Regions from separate parts of the Sus scrofa genome. Here all the other regions are linked to region 1. Evidence: chromatin contacts called from public Hi-C and HiChIP or PLAC-seq data. All regions are on one chromosome and are shown on one strand. The core of a region is the stretch at or near the end of the contact, and the rest is flanking DNA. Distances in the headings are between cores, read along the strand shown.

What was found. A called contact is a pair of places that touch in the nucleus more often than the background predicts. HiChIP or PLAC-seq counts read pairs in DNA pulled down with a chosen protein or histone mark.
Region 2: an H3K27ac HiChIP or PLAC-seq map of skeletal muscle shows a contact between it and region 1. The contact joins two enhancer-like sites. A contact is called at or near these places in 3 of 47 Hi-C or Micro-C datasets (heart right ventricle, psoas muscle and skeletal muscle) and 1 of 2 datasets of contacts at active chromatin or transcription factors (skeletal muscle).
Region 3: a contact with region 1 is called in a Hi-C map of skeletal muscle, with 7 times the contacts expected there. The contact joins two enhancer-like sites. A contact is called at or near these places in 4 of 47 Hi-C or Micro-C datasets (embryonic fibroblasts, epiblast stem cells, skeletal muscle and 1 more) and 1 of 2 datasets of contacts at active chromatin or transcription factors (skeletal muscle).

What each region holds. Positions count from the first base shown.
Region 1 is chr1:159,585,786-159,590,906 of Sscrofa11.1, reverse strand. All of the region lies in intron 1 of RNF152 (ring finger protein 152), which reads right to left. Among named protein-coding and RNA genes, the nearest start is that of RNF152, 58 kb to the right of the region's middle. Within about 2 kb of position 2,011, at least 5 of the 83 cell types and tissues checked have an H3K27ac peak or open chromatin away from gene starts, as enhancers often do. A contact at or near this core is called in skeletal muscle, where this site is marked.
Region 2 is chr1:159,799,176-159,804,296 of Sscrofa11.1, reverse strand. No RefSeq gene overlaps it. Among named protein-coding and RNA genes, the nearest start is that of CDH20, 220 kb to the left of the region's middle. Within about 2 kb of position 2,281, at least 16 of the 83 cell types and tissues checked have an H3K27ac peak or open chromatin away from gene starts, as enhancers often do. A contact at or near this core is called in skeletal muscle, where this site is marked.
Region 3 is chr1:159,422,820-159,427,940 of Sscrofa11.1, reverse strand. No RefSeq gene overlaps it. Among named protein-coding and RNA genes, the nearest start is that of RNF152, 110 kb to the left of the region's middle. Within about 2 kb of position 2,755, at least 3 of the 83 cell types and tissues checked have an H3K27ac peak or open chromatin away from gene starts, as enhancers often do. A contact at or near this core is called in skeletal muscle, where this site is marked.

The sequences.
Region 1 (5,121 bases), core at 762-3,261:
AAGCAGTGTTCCAAACTTTTTCTTCACACTTAAAGGATTCACCACTTCAACAAAAGAAGCAATGATTCTAGCATTCATTAAGACAGCTCCAAATGAAAGGAACCTGATGGAACTGACAAAGACACTGTGATAATGCCTCCTGGCAATCTGAACTTTGGATACAATTCTTGTGTTCATCTTCATAGTCATGCAGCAGCTCAACAAATTTCAATTTGGCCAGATTGATCTCAGCCCTATATAGAAGCATCTTCTGATGGTTCACCTTTACCAAGAAGGGACATTGGGTACATTTCCCAAACACAGAGAGCATTCCTTCAAAGTGCCACAGAATAGTATGATTTACGATGAGAGCTCCATTACTTTGAACACTTTAAGGCTGGAAGGAAATACAGGATAGGAAAGCCTTGACTCAAATTAAAAACAAACAAGCAACAACAAAAACAAAAAACCCAATTGTTAAGACTCGCCTGTTTTCACACACTAAAAAAATTTATATATTCCTTAAGAGTTCCTCAAGTTACCTGGAGAACATTCTATATTAAAGAGCTGAAAAGAGAACAGCACGTTAAAACCCTGGTGAGTTCTATGGAGCTCTCTTTAAATAAGTTTATTCAAAAGCCATCAATGAGCTTATTTTCTCTGAGCAGAAAGTGTTTTTTGCTTCCATCTCCCTACCTACCCTTAATATCGATGATTCATCACACGAGTTAAGCCTCAAACTGAAGTTGCAAAGAATTCCTAAAGGCATCGGTACTAAAATTAAGCGCCATGGGGAGTCAACTGTCAGTCTGCTCATCACTTCTGCTTTTTCTTACTTCCAGCGGCAGTAACTCAATGAGGGTTGATTTTCCATTTAGGCAAGGTGAGCAGAAAAGAAAAAAAGTATAAACCCCCCAAACTAGATATTGAACAGTGCTGCAACCAAAGCCATCAATCATTAATGCAGCTTTCCTAACCAAACAATAAATCCAAAAGATTTTTCTTTTTGCATTCTTATATTTATTGTGAAGTCAACTTTGAGGTAAAATGTATCAATAATAAAATGCACATCTTTTAAGTGTACAGTTCAATGAGTTTTGACAGATGTATGTGGCTGTGTAACCACTGTGCCAATCAAGCTTTTTCCACCACTCAAATGTCCCTGTGCCTCATCCAACCCATCCTTCCTTCCTCCACCCCACTCCCCTGCAGCCACTGCTCTGCTTTCAATTTGAATTTGTTTTTGCATTTAAAATCCTACCTATGGGTTTTGATTTAGGGGAAAGTAGCAATGTTCTGAGGGCACTTTCAGAAGCCCCAGGACCATGATTTTTGGAAATAAGGTGTTTATTCGATTCACAGAGAAAAGCCTAGAGTAACAAATACCTACCACAAATGCATTCATTGAAATACGTATTGAGTATGAGGCACTGTTCTAAGTCAGGGAGATCGAAAGAGAAAAAGATGAGGCCCATCTCTGCAAAGACAACCACGCCCATAAGGTCCCAATGCAGGGGGCGGGGGTGGGGGGGGGGTGTCGGATAGGAATGGAAAAAAAAGCCAGGAAAGATTTTTCAGGAAAAGCCGGCATTTTAACTTATGGATGAGGACACAGCACATGCGAAAACACAGAATTTTTGATGTAGCAGAAATAGGGATAGGGACCTGGAGCCTCCAGCAAGTGATCCAATGTCTCTGTAAAAGGTGACCATAACCGCACCTACCTCACAGGTTGTTCAGACTGAAATATGTGTGCACACCTAAAGCACTCAGAATGGTGCCTGCCACTCGGCTGGCTCTTCCAGGTACAATCCATAGCCCACGAGGCAAGAAAGAGAAGTTCAGGCCGCCACACAGGCCAGTGGGATTGAAGCAGTATTAACTAACCAACCAGCTAGGCATAGTCCCTCCCTTCACGCTCTGAGCTCTACAGAGAAGCAGATGACGAAACAAGTGGGGGTTAAAACATGACCTTGGCCACACTGTTCTAAAGTGAGACCAGAGGAAACATCTGGGCCCCAAAGCCAAACGGCACTGCCTCCTCCTTCCCCTTCTGGTCCTAATGATCAGAGCAGCTGTCCCCACAGGCTGGGAAAGGCCAGGTCACTAGGTGGCAGCAGGAACAGGGCATAACACAGGCCCCCAAGGAGGGGGGAGGGCGGGGGGGGATGGACACACAAGCCAAAGCAGGGCCTGTCCCTCCTCCATCCAATCCACAGCACTGAGAAAGGCCGAGGGCCCCATGGAAGACGTGAGATTCCAAGGAACAGAACAGTTGCCCCTCCCTTCCTATTACTCGGAGCCTGGATTCCACCCACTAGGTGACAGGGCTTGTGAAAACTTCGAAGAGAGGCATCCCAATCATAACTGCAGTATCACCATTATATTTAACCATTTTAAAGTGTATAATTCGGTGGAATTAAGTACATTCATAATGTTGTGTAAACCTCATCGCTATCTATTTCCAAAACTTTTTCAGCATCCCAGACAGAAACTCGGTAGCCATTAGGCAGGAACTCCCCACACTTCCGTCCCCCCAGCCCCTGGTAGCCTCTATTCTGTGCTTTGTCTCAATGAACTACCTATTCTAGGTACCTTGTGGAAGTAGAATCATACTGCACTTGCCCTTTGGAGTCTGGCCTGTTTCACTACAGGTGTTTTCAATGTCAGTTCATGGTAAAGCATGTATCAGAATGTATCCTTTTTATGGCTGAGTAATATTCCATTGTGCATTACTTTTAAAAGCTCCCCTGGAGCAGAGGGAATGAATTGGCAAGGGAAGGGAGGGCAAGGCTGGAATGAAGGCCGTGGGGGTGGAGTAAAAGGGAAGAGCAAACAAAGTGGACGTGGAGATTGGATGGAAGAAGAGAGCAAGGGAGGAATTGGAGAAAGATTCCCCCGTTTCTGTGTGGAGGTTACGTTTTTGAGGAATGCTGCTCCAATGAAATGCAGCCAGTGGTCTGGAGGTTACAGAGGAGGCCAATATGTTCTACATCTTGAAATTTTCTAACTACTGAAGTCTTAACTTCCACACGAAACTTAGACAACTATTGGGAAATATACTTTTATTTACATGAAGTTCTATCTCACCAAGTCCATTATTAGACCACAAAGAAATAGGTATTGTCATTAATAGGCCCTCTAGACAAATGGAGGTTGGGGGAAAAAGACGATGAATCACAAACTTTTAAGTTTATAGAGATTAAACCTGAACAGTGTTCTCATTCTTCTCACCTCTGAAAAGCTACAGTAAAATACTTGTAAAGGGTTATGTGGGGCCAGGCTAGAGCTGATTATTAGGTCATCACATTGTCAAATAAGGGCTTTCTCTAGGCCCACAGCCATTTCTTGCCTTGTAAATTCCTTCCTCACTCAACACCAAGCTGTGATGAGAGCATCAAGGCAGATTCACCAACTCTCCCTTTGTTACCTATTCATTGGAGCTCCTTCCTCCTCTGTAAACAGACACATGGTTACAGACTCATGAAGCGTGCTGAACACAGTAGAGGGTATACGGTGGGCCCTCCTTTACTACATGAAACCTGCATTAAAATGCACACATTACTCTCCCTAACTCTCTTTTTATCCAATTAAAAGAGTAATTAAAATAGACTTTCCAAGGAGTCCCAAATTGAAATGTGAGGCTGTCCAAATCTTTACATCCAAGACCGTGCACAAAGCATTTAAGCTGGCTGCAAGGGGAAAAAAATGAAGAGTTTAGGACATAACGCTCACTCTCCACTCTCCCCAAGCACCCTCCGAGCTAAAAACCCTGTAAAAATACAATTTCTGGGGCAGATAAAAAGCAATGATTCATTTTATTTAAAAATTTTACATGTAAATGACTTCTATTTAAAAAAAAAACTTTCTTGTTAAATATTAAAGCTTAAAGGTCTGGTCATCAGATAAGAAACAACTTACTTTCAAAATAGTTTTTTTTTTCAATTATGTAACCTTTTTAGGATATAAATACATATTCTAAATATAACATGTATGTGTGGGGATATATACGTGTCATGATCTATTAGTATATTTTTTATATATAGGCCACATAAGATCCAATTCATTTTTTTGAAACTAATAGAGACAGACAATTCTTAAGTCCTAAACTGGTTTTGTTATGGAATTATTGCAATTTTTCTCCATCACATCAAATACATTCAGTTTGGGGGGAAGCAGAATATTTACGTCATAGTTTTCAACAATTGATAGTCACTTAACGTCTGAACTAATCAGTAATGACCTTTTAAGAATAATTTCTACCAATGCCTTTTGTAATATCTTTTTAATTTTTTTTTTTTGGTTGGTATAAAGTCATTCTAAAGTATTTTGAATCTGAATAAGCAGGGAAGTTGGTATTACTCACAATATGTGGATATTCAGTTTTTTATTTAAAATATATATGTGTATGTACTTAAACTACTTAAAACATAAAAATATCTATCTTTATAGTACAAAATATTTTCCAAAGCTAGCTGTTCAGTTAAATAATTGATAAATCTTATTTGGTGAACACCACTACCGCAATTCAGAAAGACAAATATATTTCCCAAATAACCATGTACTACCCTGTTACCTTAGGTCTATTTAATCTACCAATAACTTACTGAGTTTCGGCTTTCATTTCAATTGTGAAAAAAATTCTCAATAACTTATCTTTCTTAGAAATATCATACAATGTATCTAAAAAATGGGAAGGTTATATTTTTTAAATTATCCAAACTCTTGTCTTTGAATTTAAAACAGTCTGATTTAACAAGTATTCATTTTGTAAATAGAAAACAAATTAGTCTTTCAGACCATTAAATAAAACATGGGATTTTGGAAGCCACCCTTATCTGAAGCCCACTATGTTAGGTCCTGCCTGATATCAAGAGTTTTCAATCACCAAATGGTAATTTGCTATGCCTAACACTGCTGAGCTTCTGTCAGTATGTTCTTATTGTATGAGTACCTATAATAACATGGTTTATCTATATCTGCTTAATTCAAGATATTTTTTCAAAGCGGGAGAAATGGTAAAGCGTATTTCAAATCTCTGTGCCAGTTACAGGATGGTAGCAAGCCTCCTTCTCTTCCTGGTTCTGTTTCTACTAAACTCAATGACTTTTATCAACAGAAAAAAGAGCTGTTTCCTTGTCT
Region 2 (5,121 bases), core at 1,032-3,531, 210 kb before region 1:
GGCCATGGGGGGCTCCGGGTGAGAAAAGAGGGAAGAATAGAGACAAAGCTCACCTCCTCACTATTTGGAAGCAGGCTCTTACCCTTATTTTATTCCCACATTCAGGATAGAGCATTTGATAAGTAGCCAGGGGAGAGAATGGCCAGAAGGAAGTCAAAGCCAGGTGGAAAGTGAGCAAAGCCAAAGATTTTCTGTGTAAAATCCAGTGTTTCAAAACCTTTCCAGTAACATTTCAGGTCAGAGATCCGATTCTGCCCCCGGGCACTGGCCCATATCTTGGTGGACACAGCCATGTGTCAGGAGACCCTGTCCCTAAGTAATAGAGAGGAATACTATCAGTGACCAAAACAAAGATCTATTCTTCTCATGAATAAGACTCGGTGGCATTGGGGCCAATGTGGGTGCAGTTCTCAGGTTACCAGATGGCAGTCATTGCGCTGATGATCAGTTCTTGCACTTGTGCAAAATCAGAAACAGAAGACAGGGCTAGGACAGGTCCTCTTCTGGACCTTCCTCTCATCAAACCTTTCCTGGAAGGTCCCAGTAGACTTTTTATATTCTCATTGATCTGTACTACATGCCTTCCCTTAGACTAAAGACTGGGTCCAAATTCCCTAAGGTTCCCAGACGCCCATCTGATGTGTGCCCTAAATAGGTTACCCCTGCCCCTTCTTGCGTGGAAGATGGGGGCAGTGCTTTGGGAGGGTTTTGAGTTCCATTGTGGATGAGATCCCAGGGTAGACCAAGAGATGTTGGATCAGAATGGGGCCCCTGAGACCAGCATAAGCAGAAAAGTGCTGGGACTGCCAGTGGAGAGAAGAGCATCCTCCCCACATAGGCATCGTCTCCAAATTTAGCAGCATGAACGAGCCTTCCCAGAGGCTCCTTTGAAACTGTTAAGAAATTATAATTAGACTTTGTGCCTCTGCTAAGCCTTTTATCCCAGGAGCCCAGGACACTTCCCTGCATCGTCTCATTAATCTTCCCAACACCATTCGAGGCAGCCAGCACCTACTGTCATCTTTATTTTCAGGATGAAAGAACTGAGATGTAGGTACAGGTTAATGACCTGCTCGATGTCATGCTCCGTGAGTCACCAGCCACCTGGGGATGGGACCAAAACTGATTGGGGGAAGATAGCTACCCTAATCCATTGAGGATGCTGGATGGTAATGTGGAGGTCATTTACTTGCCCAGATAATGTGGGCCCTGAAAGGTGACCTCTTGGAAGAATGTCAGAGCTCTGGACAGAGAGCTTGCAAAAGGAGCAAATCTGAGCTGTGATTCACTGTCCTGGCAACCTTGGGCATGTCACTTGCACTTTCTGAAGATTTTTCCTTTTTAAAAATAAGAACAAAAAAAATAAAAATAAGAGTAGACAGAGTTCTCTTATGGCACAGCAAGTTAAGGCTACAGCGTTGTCACATGACAGCTTGGGTTCACTCCCTGGCCTGGGAACTTCTGAGTGTTGTAGGTGTGTCAGAAAGGAAGGCAGGAAGGAAGGAAGAGAGAGAGAGAGAGGAAGGGAAGAAGGGAGGAAGGAAGGAAAAGGATGGTCATATCTATCCATCTAATTTCTCAGCTGTTTAAAAGATAAAGAGAATGTTTCAAGTGAAGCCACCTTTGCTAGGACGTTGTCTAAAATCTAAGTCCATCAAGGGAGTTGGTAGAACCAACGGTAAAAAGTAGCCTGCTCCTCTTGGCTCACCATGGCAATCCTAACTTACGTTCAGACAATTATACAGGACTCGTCCCATATGACCAAGAAATTCCATTCTGCTATTCTATGTGCTATGAGCATATTTTTAGCACATACTGTGTGGAATATGCATTGCCGGATGCTGCCATCACTAGGATGTGACCCGTGTCCTCTAGGAAATACCGTTGGTTGGAGAAAGCAGACAAATGTACCACTTATTTCACTGGCAGGCAAAATGAAATAAGACAGACAACGAGGCCAAACAGGAGGAAGGTATCCGGAGAAGATCTGAGTCAGCCAGTGGGCTGGGAGGAGGTGGAGTGGGGAGTGGGGGCAGTGGGCAAAAGCTGAAACAGGAAAAATCCTTAGCTTTTCTTTTCCTTTCCCCGCATCCATCATTCTCTCCTCCGAGAAACAGGAAGTCAAGGTGATAGAGCAGCAGAGAACTGAAGGCTGTGTTTGCTTTGTTTACATCTGCAGGGAAGGATTTTTGAAGAACCTTTGCTCCGCGGGCCCTGGGCGCGCCTCTCTCTGAGGGCACTCTTACTTTCGGCCACAAGAGGGCGCTTCTCCTCCTCCGCGGCTCTTTTCTGGGCGGCCAGCGCCTCACAGCCACATCTTGCTGAGACGGGTTCTGCCTGCAACACCTGCAGCCTGGAAGCATTGCACCAACAGCTGGAAGACCGGGTCACAGCAGTCCCAGCTTCCAATATTTGATCGCTTTTAGATGAGCCTGAATAGACGTTCAAAAACAGTTAGCCTCCCATCAACAATGCATGCTAGAAGGACAACAATCCCTAGAAAATTCTCATGAAGTATTTTTGGAAAATTGTCTAGTATCTCTGGCCCTGGCAACAACATACCCTCTCTTCCAGACTTAACCAACTGACATAGCAGAACACTTGTCCTTCCCCAGGGGACATCCGGTTTGGTGCTAAGGGAACTCTTAATAAAGGAGGAGAGAGGGGCTTCCAGATCTGAGATAGACCAGAGAGGGAAAATAGTCACCTTTCATTTATTTTTGTTTTTTCAATTAATTGTTAAAATACCTGAAGGAAGGAAAACAATTCCAGCTGGCTCTGCACCAGACAAGAATTCCTAAATTGCACTAACTTGGCTGCTCCCCAAAGTCCCTTTGTTCTCTCCACACCCTGGTGTAAACATACCCACCCACCACCACCCTGTATTATTTTCTTAGCTCAAGTTTGAGTGTCCCGTGGACAGTGAAGCCAAACAAACTGAAACATCAGAGTTTGGAGCAGAGGAAGGTTTATTGCAGGACCATGCAAGGGGGTTCGTGCCCCCCAAAAAAAGCCCTAACTCCCCAAGAAAATTGTGAAGCTTTTTTAAAAGCCAAGTTGGGAGAGAGGAGGCAGTCACAGATTAAGCAATCAGCTTGTGATTGGGTGATGGTGAGATAATAGGGTGGTGTCGCAGGGGTTAACTTTATCAATCCTTAGGCTGTAGGAGGACTTTGTGCTTGCAATCTTCAAGTAGTTAATATCTTCCATTGTTTGGGGGTTCAGATACTATTGTCTAGGTACTTCAGAGAGGAGCTAAAGCTGAGATATGGAGGAAGGACCTGACCCTGAGAATGTTGCACAGGGTACTGACCTGTCCTGCCATTAGTTACAATACATATCCAAAAAATTAGAAAGAAAGTTCCAAGATAAGGCAGGATGAAACACTGACACCTGGAGTTCCATTGTGGCTCAGGGGGTTAAGAATTCAATGTAGTCTCTGTGAGGATATAAGTTCAATCCCTGGCCTTTGCTCACCGAAGGATCCAGCTTTGCCACAAGCTTCAGTGTAGGTTATAATTGCTTTTCGGATTTGTTGTTGCTGTGGCTATGGTGTAGGCTGGCAGCTGCAGCTCTGATTCAATCCCTAGCCAGGGAACTTCCATGAGCCATGGGTAAACAGAAAGAGAAGGAAGGGAGGAAGGGAGGGAGGAAGGAAGGAGAACAGGAAGGAAGGAAAAAGAGACTAATACCCAATCATAAGCCTTTCACTCAAAACCACACCCTCAGAATTAATGGAGGACTAGTTTGGTTTTGCCTTCTAAATTACTAATTCCATGATTTTGGGTTAGCCTCTGGATTGGAGTGGCTTTTTGGGTAGAAACAGCCTAAACTTTGAGTTGACAAGAACTATCACAGTACGTAAAAAACAAAAATGACCAGCATGCTAAAATTATGCCCTTCTCAGAAAGGAAGAGAAATCTCTGATTATGAAAAAGATTTTTAAAACCATCTATTAACTACATGGTAACACCAAAATAGATCTTGAATAATCTGAGAGATGCTTGGGCTAAAATCCCATAACTTGCTCCAGAATATTTGTCTAGCCACATGCCCCCAAATCCTGTTTATATTCATAGGTGCTATCAAAGGAATGGGTCACCATCATTACTGTCATCATAGGATGAGTGGTTTATCAGCCAGGCTGGCTTAGATGGGATACAGAGTTAAATGTTTCCAGTCCTAATTTTCTTCCTTTATTTGCTGAGTCTGAGTCCTGATGTTTGGTGCTGGTCATGGAAAATCTCCTCAGTCCCCTCCCCACAAGAGAACACCATGGAATAAGTCGGAATTGGTGTGTAGTTGGGACAGTGTTCTCATCTGTAAAACTGGACTGAGTCCATCCATTTTGGGAGATATATCTATGGACGCTAGCAGCTAGTATGAAAAACAATTATTTGCAGATAACTAACAAGGACCTACCGTATAGCACAGGGAGGCTGCTCAGTGTTCTATAATACCCTATAAGAGAAAAAAGAATGGATATATGTATAAGTGATTCACTTGAAGCTAATACAATCTTGTAAATCAACTGTACCCTAATAAAATTTTTTTTAAAAAGCAGTGATTTGTGTAGTTTCTATAGTGGCCACACCCTTATAAGGTTTATGTTTCTGAAATCAGACCAGTATCACTCACTTCAAGGAGATTTGAAGCTAGACCCATTGAGGAAAACAAGATTGGAGCATAAAATTTATGCATTGGTTAATTTTATGTGTTACAGTCAACTTTGAGTAAAGGGATTACCCTCAATACTGTGAGAGGGACTCAACCAACCAGTAGAAGATCTTAAGAACAAATACTGAAGTTTATTGGTAAAGAAATTCTGTCTTAAGACAGAAATACCAACTCCTACCTGCATTTCTAGCATGCTGGTCTACCCTACAGATTTCAGTCTTGCCAGGCTTCATAGTGGGAGCCACTTTCTAAAATAATTCTGTGTGAATGTGTGTGTGTGTGTGCACACGCTATTGACTCTGTTTCTCTGGAGAACACTGACTCATACAAATTTCAAATGAATCTTTTTTAATTTTTTGTGCTATTTAAATTAAAACATTGAAGAGATATTCAGTAGTGCCATTTTACATGACATTAGACATAGCATTACTCCCGATTTTGTTT
Region 3 (5,121 bases), core at 1,506-4,005, 160 kb after region 1:
TTTTCAGTGTTGGTCCTGTTCCAGGGAAACACAAAATGTGATTAAAACAAATATCCAGATAGAGTCAGAGATGAGTAAGCCAAGCCTCAGAGCAGTCAGAGCCTAGAGAGGGATGAGGGGGAAGAAAGGAAGACAGTGTGGGCTTTGCCTTGGACTGTGGTAGCAGCGGGTGCTCAGGATGGGAGAACTAAGCTTATGGATGAATGAACATAACCTTTGTTTTTTGGCTTTTTGTTTTGTTTGTTTGACCAGGATCATCTCATTGCCAACACCTGCCAACATCACACAGGCAGGGGAAGAGAAAGTCTCCGGGATTCAAGATTCCCTGCTCGCTCTATAGCCACAGTACCCATCACAACCCACTCCAGCTTTCTTCCTTCTGGTACTATCAACTTCCAACTAGTTGCAGCTGAGTCCATTTGAAATGCTGCATCCAGGAGTCTCTTTACTGCTTCCATGCCAGACTCTGTCTTAGTGTGGGTTTCTTTGGCACAGGCCTAGGAGCCTTACCAAACACTTCAGGTCCTTGATGGAGCACCTGGATGACCTTTCTGCCCTTGAGTCCGTCAAGACTCCTCCCTCTTCCCTTGGAAATCTACCTGTGAAGCATCACTCCCCCATCTCAGGACAGTTCTCCAAAGCTTACTTTCTTGACAAGAACTGAATGCCCACCCAAGTTCCCACAGGCCTCCTGCCATCAATCATTAACCCCAAATCCATACAGGGGTCTTTGGCCCATTGACCGAACAATGACCCTGACTTCAGGTGCCTGTCTTTGCTGACATTCTCACAAGCAGCCCAAGTGTTTTTTCTCATCCTTGTGTGACCTTCCCCACCTTAGCCTTTGGCGCCCCCCAAAGGGCAGCACAGAGGAGTGGCTTTGCTATTTCAAACCCCACAGGATGGAGAAGCAGATCTATGAAGTCTGTCCCAGGATGAGGTTAAATGTGGAGATGACCCTGACATCCAGAAACAGAATTTTCACCCCCAAATTGGGCTTTTCAAGACAGCTGAGCCACTGAAAGAGTCACAAAGATTCAGCAGGACTGATGACAGCTGTCATTTGCACAGTTTTCAGTCAGCATTTGGAAACCGTGGCAGTAAACAATTTTTCTCTAATATTTTTCTTATAACAGAAGCAATATTATAATTAAATTATTATAGAAAATTGAAAAGTACGAAAATGTTATAAAAGAAAATAAAACCAGCTCTAATTCCACTAAATGGAAATAACTACTATTATTATTTTAGGGTATTGCCTGCCTGTGTTTCTCTACTGATAGGCAATACCTTATTGTAGTTAATTTTGATACATATAATATGAATGGCCTATTAATATAAATAATTTAAATTATTTTTTTGCGAATATACTCTGCATCCTTGAGAATTCTAAAGAACAGTATTACATTTCACTATGTAAATTCTTAAATTTTTTTTTTATGAGTAGTTAGTTGGTATCTGACTACTCCTACAGAAAGGTTATGGTGCAGATTTTGAGGTGAACAGTGTTAAATACAGACCTACTTTGTATCACTTAACAGCTCCATGACCTGAGCAAGCTTGCTCAATCTTCTGTGCCTCAGTTTCCTCGCATTTAAAATGGGATAATTAATAGTATCTAAAGAGCTGACTGATGTGATAATGAAAGGAGAAAATGCTTAGACCCAGTGCCTGCATGCACTAAGTATTAAATAAAGGTCAGTTATCATTATTAGTGCCACCATCCTTGTATTACTCCATATGTATGAATGTCATACACATAGAATTGTAGCTTCCTTAAGTGCCAAAACAATAAAGAAATTTTGTTTTGCAGTAATTAGAATTATACTGTGAGATGCCAGAAACCATATCTCAAATGATTTTCTTTATAAATTAACATTCTGTTTTCTGCCAAATTCAATTCCTCACCTCCTGCAGGAATGCCCTTAGACATTCGGTGTACTGACCTTCTGGCCTTTGCTTAAATACTACCTGTTATGCTGGAGACTCGGCCACTTCTCCAATGGACAGAAACAAATAATTATCTCAATTTCACACTTAAAGTAGGATCACTTAGGTTTGCACTGTATTGGAAATAATAGGAAAACCAACTAAGCAGTGACTTAAATAAAGCAGGAGTTTTATTCCTCTCACAATAATGAGTCCACCTTATTTCCAGCTGTCCGCTCCTTCGTTCTTAGACTGTGCCTGTTCTGCAGCCCAGTTTTGGTAAGAAGTCTCCTATACCTCCAGGCAGTGCTTCTTCATCCCAAGAAGGGTGAAAGGAAAGCAGAAAAACATGACCTATGGAGTCAGCCCCTTTATAAAAAATACCCCCCAAAGCCTCACAAAGCAATATGCTCTTACATCTCATTGGCCAGACTGCTTCACTTGGCCACATCTAATTGCAAAGGTTGATGTCAAAGCTCTATGGGGCCACCCTGAAAAAAAAAACTAAGATAGTTGATGTTGGGTCAGTAAACAGCAGTGTCTACCACAAGAGTTTAGTCTATTTCCCCCTTTTATTCTTTCCCATCTTGAGAGAAGAGAAATCAGAAGCTCTGGGAACAGCTCAAAGCTCAAGGGACCAAATCTGACCCCTCTGGGAAGTAATGGGCTTAGGGGATGAAGTCAAGAACAGAGGAACCACTGAGAACAAACAGACAAAGCAGAGCTGGACTGCTGCTTCCCCTGGGAAAGGACTCTTAATAACGATACCGGGAGATTATCCAGCTGGTCTGGTATTGCTGGGAGGCTGGGAGTGGGAGAGGTCAAGTTGAAGACTGAAATAGAAACAGCTGTTGACCGCATTTGCCGCCCAAGGGGATCACTTGTGCACTTACAGTGTAACAGTTCCATTTGATCCATGCATGTGCAGAAATCACTGCTTCCTTCACCTTTTAAGTGCTTGGAATTATTTTTCCCATATAAGATTTACATTCACTAGGGCTACACATGGCTGTCAGCCCGAACCTATAGAACCACCACACCTGATACTAAACATATACTGCTTGCTTTCCATCCATCACCCTTGGAGTTTCATTTTTTTGTGAGTCTTATCACAGACTTAGTTCCGGTGCCAGGCCCTGGGTTGAAAACATTGCTTATTATATTATCTTTGTAATGGCCTTCACATGCATCCCCTGCTTCAACTATCATTCTTAAGCTTATTATCTGATGTAGCCTAGGACCTGACTATGTGCTAAGCATTGGAAATGTCACAATGAATAAGACACAGTCCCTATTCTTAAAGATGATATAGGAAACCTCACCATTCTTGTGGGTACAAGTCGGAGAAGTCTTCCCAGAGTCTAAGATGGATGAGTAGATAAAAGACCGAGAATTGATGCCAATAAAATTGTCCAAGATTTCTATGCAAAAATATTGTCTCTCTATTAAAGGGCATAAAACTGGCGAATGATAAATAAATGGAGTAATAATCATGTCCATGGACAAGAAGGTTCAACATTATAAAGTTGTGAGTTCTTTTACTTACATATGTATTTATTACATATGTATGGTATATGAGACATAAAATGGCATCACCCTGTACCTATTTAGTTTAACTTGGTTATTTTCTGTCGATTTAGTTTGGTTTTTTTTTTGTTTTTTGTTTTTTTTTTTGCTTTTTAGGGCCACCTGCAGCATATGGACATTCCCGGGCTAGGAATCGAATCAGAGCTATAGCCGCCAGCCTACGCCACAGCCACAGCAACCCAGATCCGAACTGCATCTGCAACCTACATCACAGCTCATGGCAACACAAGATCCTTAACCCACTGAGCGAGGCCAGGGATGGAACACGCATCCTCATGGATACCAGTCGGATTTATTTCCACTGCACCACAACAGAAACTCCCAATACTAGGTTTTTGTGATCTATTCATGTTAATAAATGTAGATCTAATTCATATGTTTTAACTATTGAATTGAATTCCCCTATATGAGTAAGCCAGTATATTTATTATTTCCCTACTGAGAGACAGTTACTTTGTTTCCTTTTTTGTTTGTTTTGCTTTTTTTAAATAAAAAATTTCCATGAAAAAAGTTTTCCAGGCACAATGAAGGGTATATCTAAAAACCAGAGTAAGACAGGTGACAACTGCATGTGGTTGAATTGGCCTGGAAAAGCATAATGAGAGATACGTAACAAGAGATAAAACTATAAACATGATGGTTGGGGACCAGTTCACAAGGGTATTAGGTGCAGAAACTCCCACAAGTACCTATTTGGCCTAGGACTTTCTCTGAGACTTGATTAGACCAATTTCCAATGGACATTCCCCCAGGACTGCATTTTGGCATCTCACGCTGGGCTGGTCTGGCAGAAAATTCGTTATCTGGCCCTTGAATGCACTCCTCCTGCTGCTTTCTTTCTTTTCTTTTTTGTTTGTCTTTTTTTTTTAGGGCTGCACCCGCCGAATATGGAGGTTCCCAGGCTGTGGGTCCAATTGGAGCTGCAGCCGCTGGCCTACACCACAGCCACAGCAACACGGGATCTGAGCTGCGCCTGCGACCTACACCACAGCTCACGGCAACGCCGGATCTTTAACCCACTGGGTGAGGCCAGGGATCCAACCTGCGTCCTTATGGATGCTACTCAGCTTTGTTTCCACTAAGCCATGACAGAACTCTTTTTTTTTTTTTTTTTTTTTGGTCATTTAAAAAAAAAAAACAAAAAAAAACTAAGCCAAAGTATCCACATCCAAGCAATATCCAAGCAGAAATATCCACTATCTATGTGTGACTTCTCCATCCCACAGTCCCTACGGACAGGCAGTTGAGGTCTGTAAAACATTTCAGATGTATTTCCTATCTCTGTCCTTGTCTGAGTTCATGTGCAGTTAGTCATTTACCTCAGCTATTGTTATCCACGCATCTTAAACCCCTCCAGGTTAAAGATAACTGTCCCAACAAGGCCTACTTCAAATATTACATCTGTGAAATCTCCCCTAATCCCTCTACCTTGTTATCAATTTTGCTCCTGGACTCCCATAGAGCTTGGGACACACATAAATTATATCACATACATCAGGATAACCCAATTGTCTCTTTATATATCTCTGTCTTTCACTAGAATGTGAGCAGTGCACTGTAGGAATTCAGTATACCTTTCTGAAAGGTACAAACAAAAGAGTAACA